2 separate regions of the Mus musculus genome follow, and region 1 is linked to region 2. The links are chromatin contacts, called in public promoter capture Hi-C maps. All regions are on one chromosome and are shown on one strand. The core of a region is the stretch at or near the end of the contact, and the rest is flanking DNA. Distances in the headings are between cores, read along the strand shown.

What was found. Promoter capture Hi-C pulls out the DNA fragments that hold promoters and counts their contacts.
Region 1: a contact with region 2 is called in a promoter capture Hi-C map of pre-B cells, with 13 times the contacts expected there. The contact joins the promoter of Cep85l here to the promoter of Ascc3 in region 2. A contact is called at or near these places in 2 of 39 promoter capture datasets (liver and pre-B cells).

What each region holds. Positions count from the first base shown.
Region 1 is chr10:53,377,531-53,384,460 of GRCm38.p6, forward strand. Cep85l (centrosomal protein 85-like) reads right to left here and starts at 2,353. Exons shown (of 13, transcript NM_001204983.2): 1 at 1,979-2,353. The coding sequence starts at 2,051. It overlaps Gm46225 (a long non-coding RNA gene), which reads right to left. Exons shown (of 3, transcript XR_001779770.2): 2 at 3,932-4,039; 3 at 3,056-3,194.
Region 2 is chr10:50,589,106-50,595,626 of GRCm38.p6, forward strand. It overlaps Ascc3 (activating signal cointegrator 1 complex subunit 3), which reads left to right and starts at 3,564. Exons shown (of 42, transcript NM_198007.2): 1 at 3,564-3,792.

The sequences.
Region 1 (6,930 bases), core at 1,103-3,602, 2.8 Mb after region 2:
CTTCATATTTGTAAGAAAAAGATGCTTTCCACATGAACCAGCCCTTACGTTATCCTGACTTTCACTCAGATCATTTGCTAGATACACCACACTTGTTTATCTAAATATCTTATAAAAATTCATTTTAAATAATTTCAGTATTTATATCAGCTCAAGGAGAAAATAATTACATCACCATTGCTATACAAATAATCCACACTCAGTGTATAGATGAAAATTTTCACTATTTCATTGGAAAGAAGTATTGTGATTTATGACTTACTACTGTCAGCTGAGAACACATAGTTTTATAAAGATTTATCTTGTCTGAATCCCTTAAATCTAAACATTATTTTCTTCCTCTATATTCTAGGAAGAGTCAATGTCTAGAAACTGCAGTGTAACATCGAAGCCTTTTAATTATTTAGCTGCTAACTCTGAAATGTTCTCTTAGAAAACAATGGAAAACTGGATACAATGCTTCTGGGATGTACTTCCAACAAGGGCCATTACCAAGAGTAAGATTTTAGAGGTTAGGTTACAAAGACATCACAGATGGGTTTTGACATATATGGATAGCTGGAAATCACTCTCTTTGGCCCCCAGGGATGAGTACCTTCTCCATCACTAAAGCCACTTCCAGGCCAGGCCCCACAACAACTGGGTAAGCATCAGAAACCTCTAAATGTCTGTCTACTCTTGAAGGCAACCAGTAAATATTTTAGAAAGTAATTCCCTGCATATATTGTTACTAAATTCACAGCTATTCTAATCTCTATTCTAAAACTATTATGGGAGGGTATAAAAGAATAAGGTGTAAGAGACATATATACATACATATATATATACATTATATACATTATATACACACACACATAGAGACAGACATACAGACATTACAGTTCTAAACCAATGGTTTTCAACCTCTGGGTCGCGCGACCCCTTGACGTCAAATGACCTCATGAGAGTCACATTTCAACTACGTCCATTACAATTCATAACAATAGCAAACATTACAGTTATGAAGTGGCAATGAAAATAATTTTATGGTTTGGGGACATCACAACATGAGGAACTTTTAAAGTTCGCAGCATTAGGGAGGTTGAGAACTACTGATAGTTTAGAATTTAAACTGTCACAGAATTTCATTGTTCAAAATTTCAGTAGCAATGTGCCTGCATGGTATCTTCAAAAAGGCAGAGAATACCACAAAAGGACTCCTACAAAATGCTTCTTTTCGAACAGTTTTGCAAAAGGTACACAACTGCCTCTAAGTTACACAAGTCAAGTTCTAACACTTTGTAGAACAGGGTTACCACCCATGGGTCCCCAAAATACCTAAATTTTTAGGAGAAATTCTGCGTACAAATAAGTAGCCCTTTTCTCTTGGGGGGTGGGGGGGAGAAGGAAAAAAATTTATGTATCTTTCAGCTTTTCAAAGGGGTTCATGATTCAGTTCAGATTAAAGAGCCCTTTAGACTGTCATCATTAGATAACTTGTCATGGTCAAGCCAACTCTTCTTGTTCTATTCCACGTTAGGGGAAGATTTATAATTCAGTGGCTCCTACACAACTTCTGGGTGATGCAGGCATGAAATGGTTGTCTGATTCTAACAGTCCCTACAACCACCACCGCAAAGCTGCAACCCCCCAGTTTCCCTGAGCCCCGTTTCGAAGGCGGCTGGGCTCTGATGGGACCCAGGAGAGCCCTGGCAGCCATGCGACCTGCTTTCTAAGAGCTGCCGCCCCCTCGGGGGTCTCAATCGGCGACCAAGTCCTCAGCAGCTTCTCTGGAGCAGTGGCTGCGGGCGACACTGCAGCGACCTTCCCGCCCGCGTCCCGCGTGGGGCAGCCACGCACACCACACGAGGGACAACAAAGCCCGGCCGAGCGGCCCAGAAGAGCCGAGTTGTCACCCCGCGGGGGTCGCAGGCCTTAGGGCGCGGACTCCGGAGAAGCCCTGGCGGCCGTCACCCCACCCGCCCGCAGTCCTCCTTACCCGCAGGGAAGCTGCGGGCCCCGCTGGGGCTGTCCCGGCCGCCAGCCTCCGGGGCCAGGAAACGGCCCCACATAGCGGGCGAGCGGGCGAGCCTGGAGCTCGGGGCCCGCGGTCGCCTCGGCTTCTGGGCGGAAACTTGAGCGGAGCCTGGGCCTCGGCAGCGCGGACCGGACCCGGGCGGGGGGCTTAACGGCTGTTCAGCGACGGCCCCGGAGCGCGGCGGCTGCCATGGCCCAGCCGGCTGCGCTGAGGCCCGGGCCGGGGAAGCTAGTAGCTCCCCGGTGACGGCGGCGCGATCGCAGGCTCCGGGGCTCAAAGCGAATCTGCAGCTGCGGCTTCTCTCAGCCCCCTCCGCCCGGCAGAACCTTAGGCAGCGGGCCGGGCCAGGACAGGCGGGGCCTGGATGGGGCTGGGGGCGGGGCCCAGAGGGCGGGGCCTCAAGGCGGGGCCTGGGACTCTTGGCGAACCAAAAACCTATTGCTAACAGCATGCGGGTGATCATCCTGAAGCCGCTCCCTACTTCTCCATCCTGTTACCTTCAAGCTGAGAGAGGGTCCATAATTTAATCCCAAACCCTGTCTTCCTATACGTGCTTTCTAGGGGCACAGTTGTTATAAAAGGTGCGAGTTGTCCCTGCAACCGCTTCAAGGGGCTGTGGGGCTAGCCATCTGACTCAGAATGGAGATCAGAATTAAAATTGTTGTCATGCGTTCCACAAGCACCGGTTATGGATCACGGTGGGAATAGAAAAGAGGACATCCCTGCCTCCCACATCTGCTCCACTTTATTTCCCACCCTTCCTAGGAACAGACATCCTGAGAAAAGACAAAGGAATACAGCATCCTCTTGCAATTACTCTTGTTGGCAATATAATCATTTGAATATTTAGATACAAACTAAACACTGTCAACCACTGTACAAGGAGGCAGTCTCAGCATGCCAATCAGAAGTAACCCAGACGATAAGTTCCTTAGGCTTTGAGTCCAGTGATGTTTTTCCTAATGTGGAAACTGCTAACAAAAGCTTAATATTGATGTATCCTCAAGTAAAATACTACTTAAAGCTTGTGAGGCTTACATTTAAAAATGTGTGCTATAACTCACCACATTTGCTGAAATGTACCAAACCGTGGTTATACATCTAGTCTCCTTCCTGTAGATCTGCAGATATTTCTCCAAATCTTCAGATGTTGGTCAACCGTCAAATGATTCTGATGCTAGAAGGTGACAGAAATATGAAAATATAACGAGATGGCTCTTTATCTGATCTAAAATGTATCTAATTATTTATTGACAGTTGAAAAGGATGGGGAAAAAAACATTAACAGTTCCACAAAGAAAAATATCGAAAGTAAAAATACTATATCTACAAATACATCTTTTCATAATTTGTAGTTTAACAAAAAGCCCAAATTCGCTGGAAACTTGATGTGTAACCCAGGCTGCCCTCAAACTCCTGGTTCTCCTGCTTTAGCCTCCTCTGTGCTTTCTAGAAAGAAAGAAAAAGGAGAAAGAAAGAAAGAAAGAAAGAAAGAAAGAAAGAAAGAAAGAAAGAAAGAAAGAAAGAGAGAGAGAGAGAGAGAGAGAGGAAGGAAGGAAGGAAGGAAGGAAGGAAGGAAGGAAGGAAGGAAGGAAGAAAGAAAGAAAGGGAGGGAGGGAGTAAGAAGGAAAGAAAGGTTCCGGTCGCTTAGAGATTCTTAAACATTTAAAACTCACAACCTCATAACCCCTTTTGTCCAAGAAACTTTTATACAACACTGGATGACTAGATAAATAAAATGGTGTTCAAGGCAAATGTTTGCTTATATTATAAATTTATTTTAATAAATTATTTATTACATATACAAATTTACCATTCATTAAAGATGAAAACACTCTGTATGCTAATGAGATAGATGCAATTCTTTACTTTCATATAAATGATTAAATGTTTGCACAGCATAGTAGTACATACCTGCAATCCCAGCACTTGATGGAAACCAATAAACCAGGAATCCAATTGAAACCTGGATTACAACATGAAGAGTTTAAGGCTAGCCTGAACTACATAATGAAGCCTTGTCTAGGAAAGAAGAGGAAAAATAAAGGAAAGAAGGAGGAAAATGAAGACATAGGTAAATATTTAAAAATGAAATTAATACCCAACAAATTTCTTTTTTTAAAAAATGTTAAAGACATTATTGAGTACATCTGGTAGGAGTTAGGGGGAAGAGTGGGGATGAATATAATCAAAAACCATTGCGTGAAATTTTTAAAGAAAAAATTATTTTATAAAGACATTGGTGCTGGACAGGTGGCTCAGCAGTTAAGAACTGGGATTAAATTCCTAACACCCACACAGGGCAGCTCACAATCACTTATAACTCCAGTTCTGATGCCCTCTTCTTGCCTCTGCACCATGGGGCACCTGTTCATACAGCCCAACACATGCACATAAACTAGTAAGAGATCTTTTAGATGAAAGATAAATGGTGCATTCATAAGGTTGGTTCGAATCTTGGGTTGAGCACTCTGATTTCCTTTACTTTTTTTTTTCCTTGAGGCACATTGGATTTTCTTACTTCTTTTTCCTTATTCAAACTTATCAGTTTGGACAAGCAGCAAGAAAGCTGAAAAAGGTTATAACAATGGGTAAAGGTGATTTTTTAATACTATCATAAAAATCTCATAATGTAAATGTCAATATCTATTCAATTTGCAAAACTATATATTTTATGAAACAAGATGAATAATATATAGGAAAAACTGTCAACAAAAAATAATTGCAACAGTTCCTCAAAAATGATTACCAGAATATTGACAAAGATGTATGGATGAAGTCTAAAATTTTTATAACTAGAAATGTCTGGTGTGTCAAGTTCATATCAATGACATAATTTGTAAGCTTTCCCACAAGAGAAATCACAAGTTATCAAATTTTGTTTACATTGTTATTGACTCAAATGATCATTCAACAATGAAAACTAAGAACACTTTTCTAAGCTGGATTTGAAAATGTTATTTGGTTCCTAACACATAGAACTCATTCATCCTATAGTAAGCAGAAGAGAAGTGGCCTGCCTATTACAGCATGAACAGTGTGTGCTTTAATTTCCTTACGTATAATTTGGGATTGTAACAGAGACCACTATCTTGAAGATTTGCTGTGGGAATTTCATTGCTTAATATTTTTTGTAATGTTTGTAATACAAACACACACTATAGATATAAAACTGTTACTTCTCACTAAAGAAAAAATCAGTTGCTGTAGGACAGATAGGTTACAGATGTTTTATGTACACACATGTTTAAACGGAGTAAAGTACTATTTCGATTCTTTTCCTAGCCATTTGTGGTTACTAATTAGCTCAGGAATTATGTTGAAATACTATTGAGAAATAATTACCCAACTCTCCAGGGCCAGGTTAATAGTAGCATTCATCTAGGCTGTGATTCCCTGAGCTTCCTGCGTGGATATTCCTACCTGTGCTACCAAAATAGAGGAAGGAAAGTTGGGAGAGATGGCTGGAGAGTATGCACTGGGCAAAGCCAGAAGGTTTCTCATTCCAGGAAGTACAGAAAATGAACTCTACCTCCTGAGCTTTTGCCTCAAGTCAGATCGTGGTGCCCACTGGAAAGCAGAAAAACACTGACTGGCACAGCTCTCAGGCTCCTGAAGGGGACGGGAGGACAGGACTCAGTCAACAGACAGTCTTCAAAGGACATCAGTGTTTACCGGAACTGTTTGTCCTGACATCTTTGTCCCAGGAACTTGTAGTCACCAACTCATGTTACAGAGCTTATGAAAAGCAGAAAGATCACTTACGGTAAAAGGGGACAGCAGCTCTGATGGTGTTTAAGGAGTTGAACATTTCCCTTCCTGTTTTCCTTTTCAAATACTGGAGGATACTTTTCAGAATGGACAAAACTGTGGGGTTCAAGAAAATAAATCTTGCCTTCACTTTACTCACACACGCACACACACTACATACATACTACACATACACTATACACATACCATGTGCACACACATACACACATATATATACAATATATACATACCACACACACAAACTACACATATACATACTACACATACATACACTATACACATATACACACACACAAACTACACATATACATACTACACATACATACACTATACACATATACACACACAGCATACATGCACCACATATACACATACTATACACACACTGCACACACATACACCCACTATATACACATAACACACACACTACACACATAGACATACTATACACACACTGCACACTATACACATAGTACACACACCACACACACTATACACAAACCACAGACTATACATACACACATAATACACACACACATACATACACTATACACAAATACATACACACTGCACACACACATACTACACACATCCACAGTATATACACATTGCACATATACATACTACACATACTACATACACATACTATACAACTATACACATACATTGCATAGACTACATACATAGTACACACACTATACACAAACTCATATGCACACATTGAACACACTACATATATACACACACATGATATACACATACACTCACATTTTCACACAAACTACCCACACTACACACACAAACCCACACACTGCATACACACTATACATACACACACACATACACACACACGCGCGCGCACACACCATCTGAGCTGACCTGCACTAGTTCACAAGGGAATTGTTTTAACAATTCAAAATGGCCAAAAACATTTTGAATTAGGTCAAAATGTTCTGAGTGATAAATGGGGTTATCTCCTGAGTATAGTTAGTAGCAGTTACTGAAGGAAAAACAATCTTTAATTATAAACTTCAATGATTTGAGACATCTCAATAATGTCTACATTAGTGTACACGCAGCTACAGATTTTATATGATCTTCAAAATAATCTGTCCTGAAGAGCTAGTAGCTAGCTACTCCAT
Region 2 (6,521 bases), core at 2,314-4,813:
CAATCAGGTATATATGATGAATTCCCTCCAGAAACTCTGGGCACCAAGAGTTATGGTGAATTTCTGAATGGCAGGGCATATTATTCATAGAGGTAACTCTATATCTTTGAAATTCTCTGCTTACCTGTACTTTCCCCTGAGCCCAATGTTCAAGCTTTACCATTAGTAATTCAGAGCCACTTTCATGAATTTTCAGTCTTTGGCAAATTTTCACTCCAGTGGCTCTGTTCTCTTCTCAGCCTTGTAATTGGATTTAAGAAATGATGGTGTAGAGGAGTTTTAATCCAGATACATGGTTGCTCTGGCTTGGGGATCACATCCAAAGACCTTCTAGGTCTGTGTGAACCAGTTGGAATACATCACTCCTTCAATCCCTGGAGACAGAGGCAAGCAGATGTCTGACTTCATGTCCAACCTAATGTAGAGCAAGTTTCAGGTAAAGAAAAGCTTATGTCTAGGCATGGTGGTACACACCCTTAATCCTAACACTCAGGAGACAGAAGTATGCAGATCTCTGAGTTCTAGTCAGTTAGTTCAGTTGATTCAGTGATCTGGGAGTCAGTTGAGAGTCAGTGCAGTGGAGTTGAGTTTGTGGCAGTGCATTTGGTGGAGTGCAGAGGCAGTCTTACCTGGACATTTTACAGACACAGGTTATAGAGAGAACAAGTGAGACACAGGTGAAAACAGAGGCAGAGAATGAGAACGAGCCAGAAGATTAGAACAGATTGCTAGAGTGAGTTTGATGCCAAGCAGAGCAATTCAGTGAGAAACCCAGCTTCATCTTGATGGATTGAGTGCCAGGCTGGAAACTAAATTGAATCAGTCAGCGTGGAGAGGAGTTTGAGCCAGAATAGTTGAATTGAATCAGCCAGCCAGTATTCAGAAAGAACTAGAAAGGGTGAGCATTTATTCAGTAGTAAGTCTCAGAGGCTGAAAACATTCTAGGCCTAGATTAGATTGTACAGAGAATAGAAGCTTCCAGGACTAGGCCTAGGTTAGCAAACTGAGGCAGTAAGCCTGGGAGACTACAGTTACATCTTACCTTTCTCTTGAGGTATATCAAGGATTAAGTCATAAAAACCTGGCTGTCATTGTGAAAGTAGCAAGATGTACAAGGAAGAAGCTTAAAAGTTTAACAGACTTTGCTTAGCCTTCATGTAAGCACAAATATTACTGTTTGAAGATTAGTGGCTGGACTAATGTATCTAAACATTTTCCCATAGTTTTATCAGCTCCTTTCATAAGAAAAGACTTAAAGGTCCTGAAGAAAATGTTTCAGGTATCAACAAGACTTACGCGCGCACACACACACACACACACACACACAAATGTGCCCACACATACATATCACAAACACACAAAGATAAATGGAAAATAACAAAAATACTGAAATAACCTCTCAGTATAGGCAGGAGGGTTGCTATTTATCAGATTGCATTTGCTTTTAGCTTTGTTAAAAAACTTTCTAGACATTCTTCTTTCTCCAAACTAGGAGCCATCTTTAGTAGATTGTCTTTTAGTAAACATTTGAAAAACATCCCTGAGAAAATAAAGGAGTTCAAAGGTATTTCTTAAGAAACTAGTGAAGTTATTTCCTTCCACTCTGGTACTATGTAGAAGTATAATTTAAGTCACCTGCACCATTTTAAAGTTTATAGATATACATTTTAAAAGTAAGGGCTGAAATAATTACATTTCATTTGGCTCAATGTACAAAGGCTTATCTAAAATAAATAAAAAGTTGATAGCTTACAATCACCTTCCCGTTAAGTTTTCAAAATATGGCATATATTTTGAAAACCTTAATTCCAATAAGTCAGATTTCTATTTTGTAGAGCCAAATCTGGCTAGTGGCTTGAGCATAGCACAGGAGAGTCAGGTAGTACATTTTCAATTTTCATCTTTTTGATCCTCTGGAACTCTGTTGGGTATAATCTAAACTATCTATGTAGACTCCTTTCATTTTTCTTTTTTACTTATTTATCTTGTCTCATTTACTGGTAGAGGAGAGAGTGAAAAATAAAACATAAATCTAACCCAACAGTGATGGCTTCATCTAGCTCGATTGAGTGCCAGGATGATATTACTTTCAGTTGTACTCTATACAAGTAATATCTGCATGCTGCAGAGACTCTGAGACCCAAAAGTTCAGCTGGAAATTAATTAGCATCTTATTTATAGTTGCGGTTTTTAACATACATGCTGTTCCAAAATTGCAATCTTGGTACTATAATTCTATGTTTGATCAAACCCCTCTTCCTTCCCTGCCTGCTTCATGGAAATGCTCTCTCTGTTTCTGAAAATTCCACAATTATGTATCTCAGATTAGCAAAATATTTCTATGCCACTCACATCACCTCTGCTTGGATTCTCAGGTGGCCTTCCCACTTGGGAATATCTGCCTCTGCTTTTTTACTATAATGAATTTGCTTTTGCTTAAGTCTCTTCTGTATCTCTCCTAGAATTCTTTCTCTAGTGAGACCAAGAGTCTTTGGGATCACCAGTTGTAGTTTGGTGATAAAATGAGTTAGACTGTAAACGCTTGAAAGGCTACATGCGACTGGACTAACTTTTAGCAAAACCAGCCAGTAATTCTCCTAAAATGCGTCTCCCTCCCCCCAAATCCCTATTATGTAAGCATTCAGCATCTACTTAGAAAATGTAGAGACTGGGAACTTAGAGAAATGTAGAGACTGTGATGGTCATATATTGCTTCTACAGTGCATTTAGTTCCTTGGATTGTATTAGAAGGGACTCTCAGAATGTGAAGGGTTTTTGTTTGTTTTCCTCATAAAGTTCAGGTCATACCAGACAAACCTTTATCACCAGATGGGTCTTTCATATTGCTGACAGTCCAGTAACTTTTCCTCTTAGTGAATCTTACCAAGTTTCATTAATACTTCATGATTCTTTTCATCTGCGTTATCTCATTTTAATTTCTGAAATGCTTCTATCGCTATTGAGGTCTTCTTACCTCAGTCTGGTATACAGAACTTCCAGTGGGTTTGGCAAGTTATGTTTATTATTCAACCAATGCTGCTTCTATAAAACAGGGTTCTGGTGAGTTTTAGGACAACTGTCTCGGGAAGAATGGGCTGAAAGGGTAGGATGACAATGCATACCACATCTGTATCCTCGCTCATCAGTTCAAACTTAACAACAATGCAGTTTTTTTAGGCTAGCTTTTCTAAATTTGCCAGTCGCACCAGGCTATCGTCAGATGTTTTGTTTCGAAGGTCAGAAACAACTTCAGAAGTACAAAGTGGAGAATAATGAAACTCAGGGAAATCGAAACTTGAGCCTAGAGCAGGTGGGCGGAACCATCTAGTAACCACGGGACTGTGACTCACTGGTTTCTGCCTTCAATAGGAATTAATTACTCGGTGCCATTATCAGAACCAAGCGGGGATTAGGGAGTCGGCCGGAGGGAACCAAGAGTCGGACCACTAAAACTGAGCTGAAACTTGCTAGCGTGTACGCCACCCGACGCCAACCCCCGCATGGGCGGGGCCGAGGGCGGCCGGGTGCTGACGTGGCGACGTTGGCGTCGCGGTCGGTGACGTATGGCCGGCGCCCGCCCCGCCCCTCCGTCGCTCGGCGCGGGTGTGTGGGTTTGTGGGTCAGTGCCAGCTGGGCAGCCCTCGCGCGCTAAGGCGTGACAGCGAGCGACCCCCGCCGGCCCGCGTGTGCTGCGGAGGAGGTCGGGGCGCAGCCCTCCGCTCCGCTCCGCCGGAGTGAGAAGAGGAAGCAAACCTCCAGGAGGCCGGAGGCGCGCGTGGCGGCGGGGCTGAGGTGAGCTAGGGAGAGGGAGGGCGCGGGTGGCGGAGCCCGAGTGTGCGGCGGGGCGGGGCTGGTCTCAGAGTCCGGAAGAGCGCGGGTGGACCGAGCTGTCATCCCTCGGCTGGGCGTCCCGGCTCACCTAAGTTTGTAGGTGGGGGTTGGGGTGAAAACTCCAGCGCGATTGCCCACGTGTAAGGACAGAATGGCCACAAGATGAAAAATTTTCTGTTCTAGGCTTAACCTGTTTTTCTCCTCCCTCTCCCCTTATTTATATTACACATTCCTAGCAACGTCGTTCTTCGCCTACATCTGTTGGGTTGGGTTTCCCCCACAACACAGAGGAGCGAGTGCTTTGGGTCCTGGAGTTCAGGGCAGTGGGTGAATTTAACAATCGGAGGACTCTAGAATGTATTTTTTTTTTTTTTTAAATAAAGAAGTGTCTATGCTAAGGGGGTAGATGAAGTGGTTCTTGGTAGGATGCTGTAATTTCCTTTACCTTTAAAAGAAAGAAGTTCAGTCTACTGAGTTTGATATGCATCACAAGTGCAGTCTAATTGCTACCTGTGGTGTGGTTTTTGTTGTTGTTGTTGTTGTTGTTGTTGTTGTTGTTCCTGGATAAAAATTAGAACAGTCAACTATATCTACCCCCTTTTCAGATTCATAAGCTGAAACGTTTGTTTTCTGAGTTTGATTGTTCTCAAATTCCGCTTCTGAGTCTAGGCTGGACGTGCTCTAGCTCATGTTTTGTATTTAGTTTTTCACGTCATGACGATTATAATACTGGTGTTGCGCCGGGCGTGATGGCGCACGCCTTTAATCCCAGCACTTGGGAGGCAGAGGCAGGCGGATTTCTGAGTTCGAGGCCAGCCTGGTCTAGGACAGCCAGGGCTACACTGCCTCAAAAAAAAAAAAAAAAAAAAACCTAAAAAAAAAAAAGGATTACTTTATTCTATGAAACCCACTGCATAAGTAAGCCATCCACAAAGATAATACTGTGTTGCATTAAAATATTCATAGAGATGTCAGTTAAGTGTAGCTTAGTGTTATTTACATGAGTGAATTAATTTTGCAAGACTTAGTTTTCTTGATCCTTGTTGAATAATTTTTTCTAAAAAACTTGGTTCATTCATTAATTCATTCATTTGTTCACTCTTCATTCATTCCCTAGCACTGTGGGAGGTGTAGGACATAGAAAGTCCCTGTTCTCACAGAACTTTGTATAGTTAACTAGCAAACACTCTTTTAGAAGGGATGTTTAAATTAATAATTGGAAACAAATTTCTGGCTGGAAGCGTTTTCATTTTTTTCTAGTATTTACATTGGTTGTATTGATACCTCATGTCTGGCATAGGATATAGAAAGTCTACATACAAAACATTTTTATAAAGAGCCTATATGGTAACAGAATAAACTTTTTACTCTAATACATCTTTCTTGAGGATAGTTTGTATAAGTACAGTTTTCAACTTTGAGAAAGTGAGTATGCGCAGTTAAAATTTTAGCTCATGAACATCTCCAGAAATAAATGAAGAATTACAGAGGAGACAATAAGGAATCTGAGAATTCCAAATCTGAAAACCCAAAATATGAAGTACTCCCAAAACTTCATTACAAAGAACTTGTAAATAAATGTCATGAGGAACAATGAGCCATATCTGAAGTCTCCACCTCAACGGAGGTATTATACAGTTAGAGAATTCTGAAACTGTAGAGCTTTACGTTGAATTTTACATTTTCACTAGCACATATATTTTAACTCACTTATTCCCCACAAAAAATGAAAAAAATAACAATTAAAATGGAAAAAAAGCTCTACAATGTCTATTACTTGATTTCATTTCTCCTTTATCACCTAATATTAAATCTTCTATATATGTTCACCGAACGCATGTTTACATTTGTACACACACACACACACACACACACACACACTCAGGGGAGATAGGGAGGAGGGAGGCACTAAGCTAGTAGCTTAGTATAAGAGAAGACATGTTTCTCTTTCTTTCTGAGATAATATGACATCACTATGGGTCATTCTAAGCCAGTGGTTCTCAACCTTCCTAATGCAGCAACCCTTTAGTACAGCTCCTCATGATGTGGTGACCCTCAATCATAAAATTATTCCGTTGCTACCTCATAACTATAATTTTGCTACTGTTATGAATCGTTATGTAAATATCTGATACTCAGGCTGATATGTTACCCTTCAAAGAGTTGTGACCCACAGGTTGAGAATAAGTTCTGAGTATTGCCATATATATGTGTGTGTGTGTGTGTGTGTGTGTGTGTGTGAATGTATACATATATATGTGTGTGTGTGTGTGTGTGTATAGATATATGTATACTTATGTATATGTATGTGTGTGTGAGTGTATATATGTATGTGTGTGTATATATACACACACACATACACAGCGATTTTCATTTGTGGATGGACAATAAGGTTGGTTCTGTGTTCTTTTTATAGTTAATTAAAAAAAGTAGTAAACATGGGGTTACAATTATCTATATGGTATAACTGGGAGTTCTTCAGGGATACCCAGGAGTAAAATAGGTCATATGTTAGTTATATTTTTGATGACTTTCCAGTGGATTCCCATAATGCCTCTATTAATTTGCATATCTACCATCTGTGAATAAGGGTTCCTGTCTCCACATTCTCTCCAACATTTGTTATCAAACTTCTTGATGACCAGTATTCTGACTGGTGTTATCTTAAAGTTTTAGTTTGAATTTTCCCA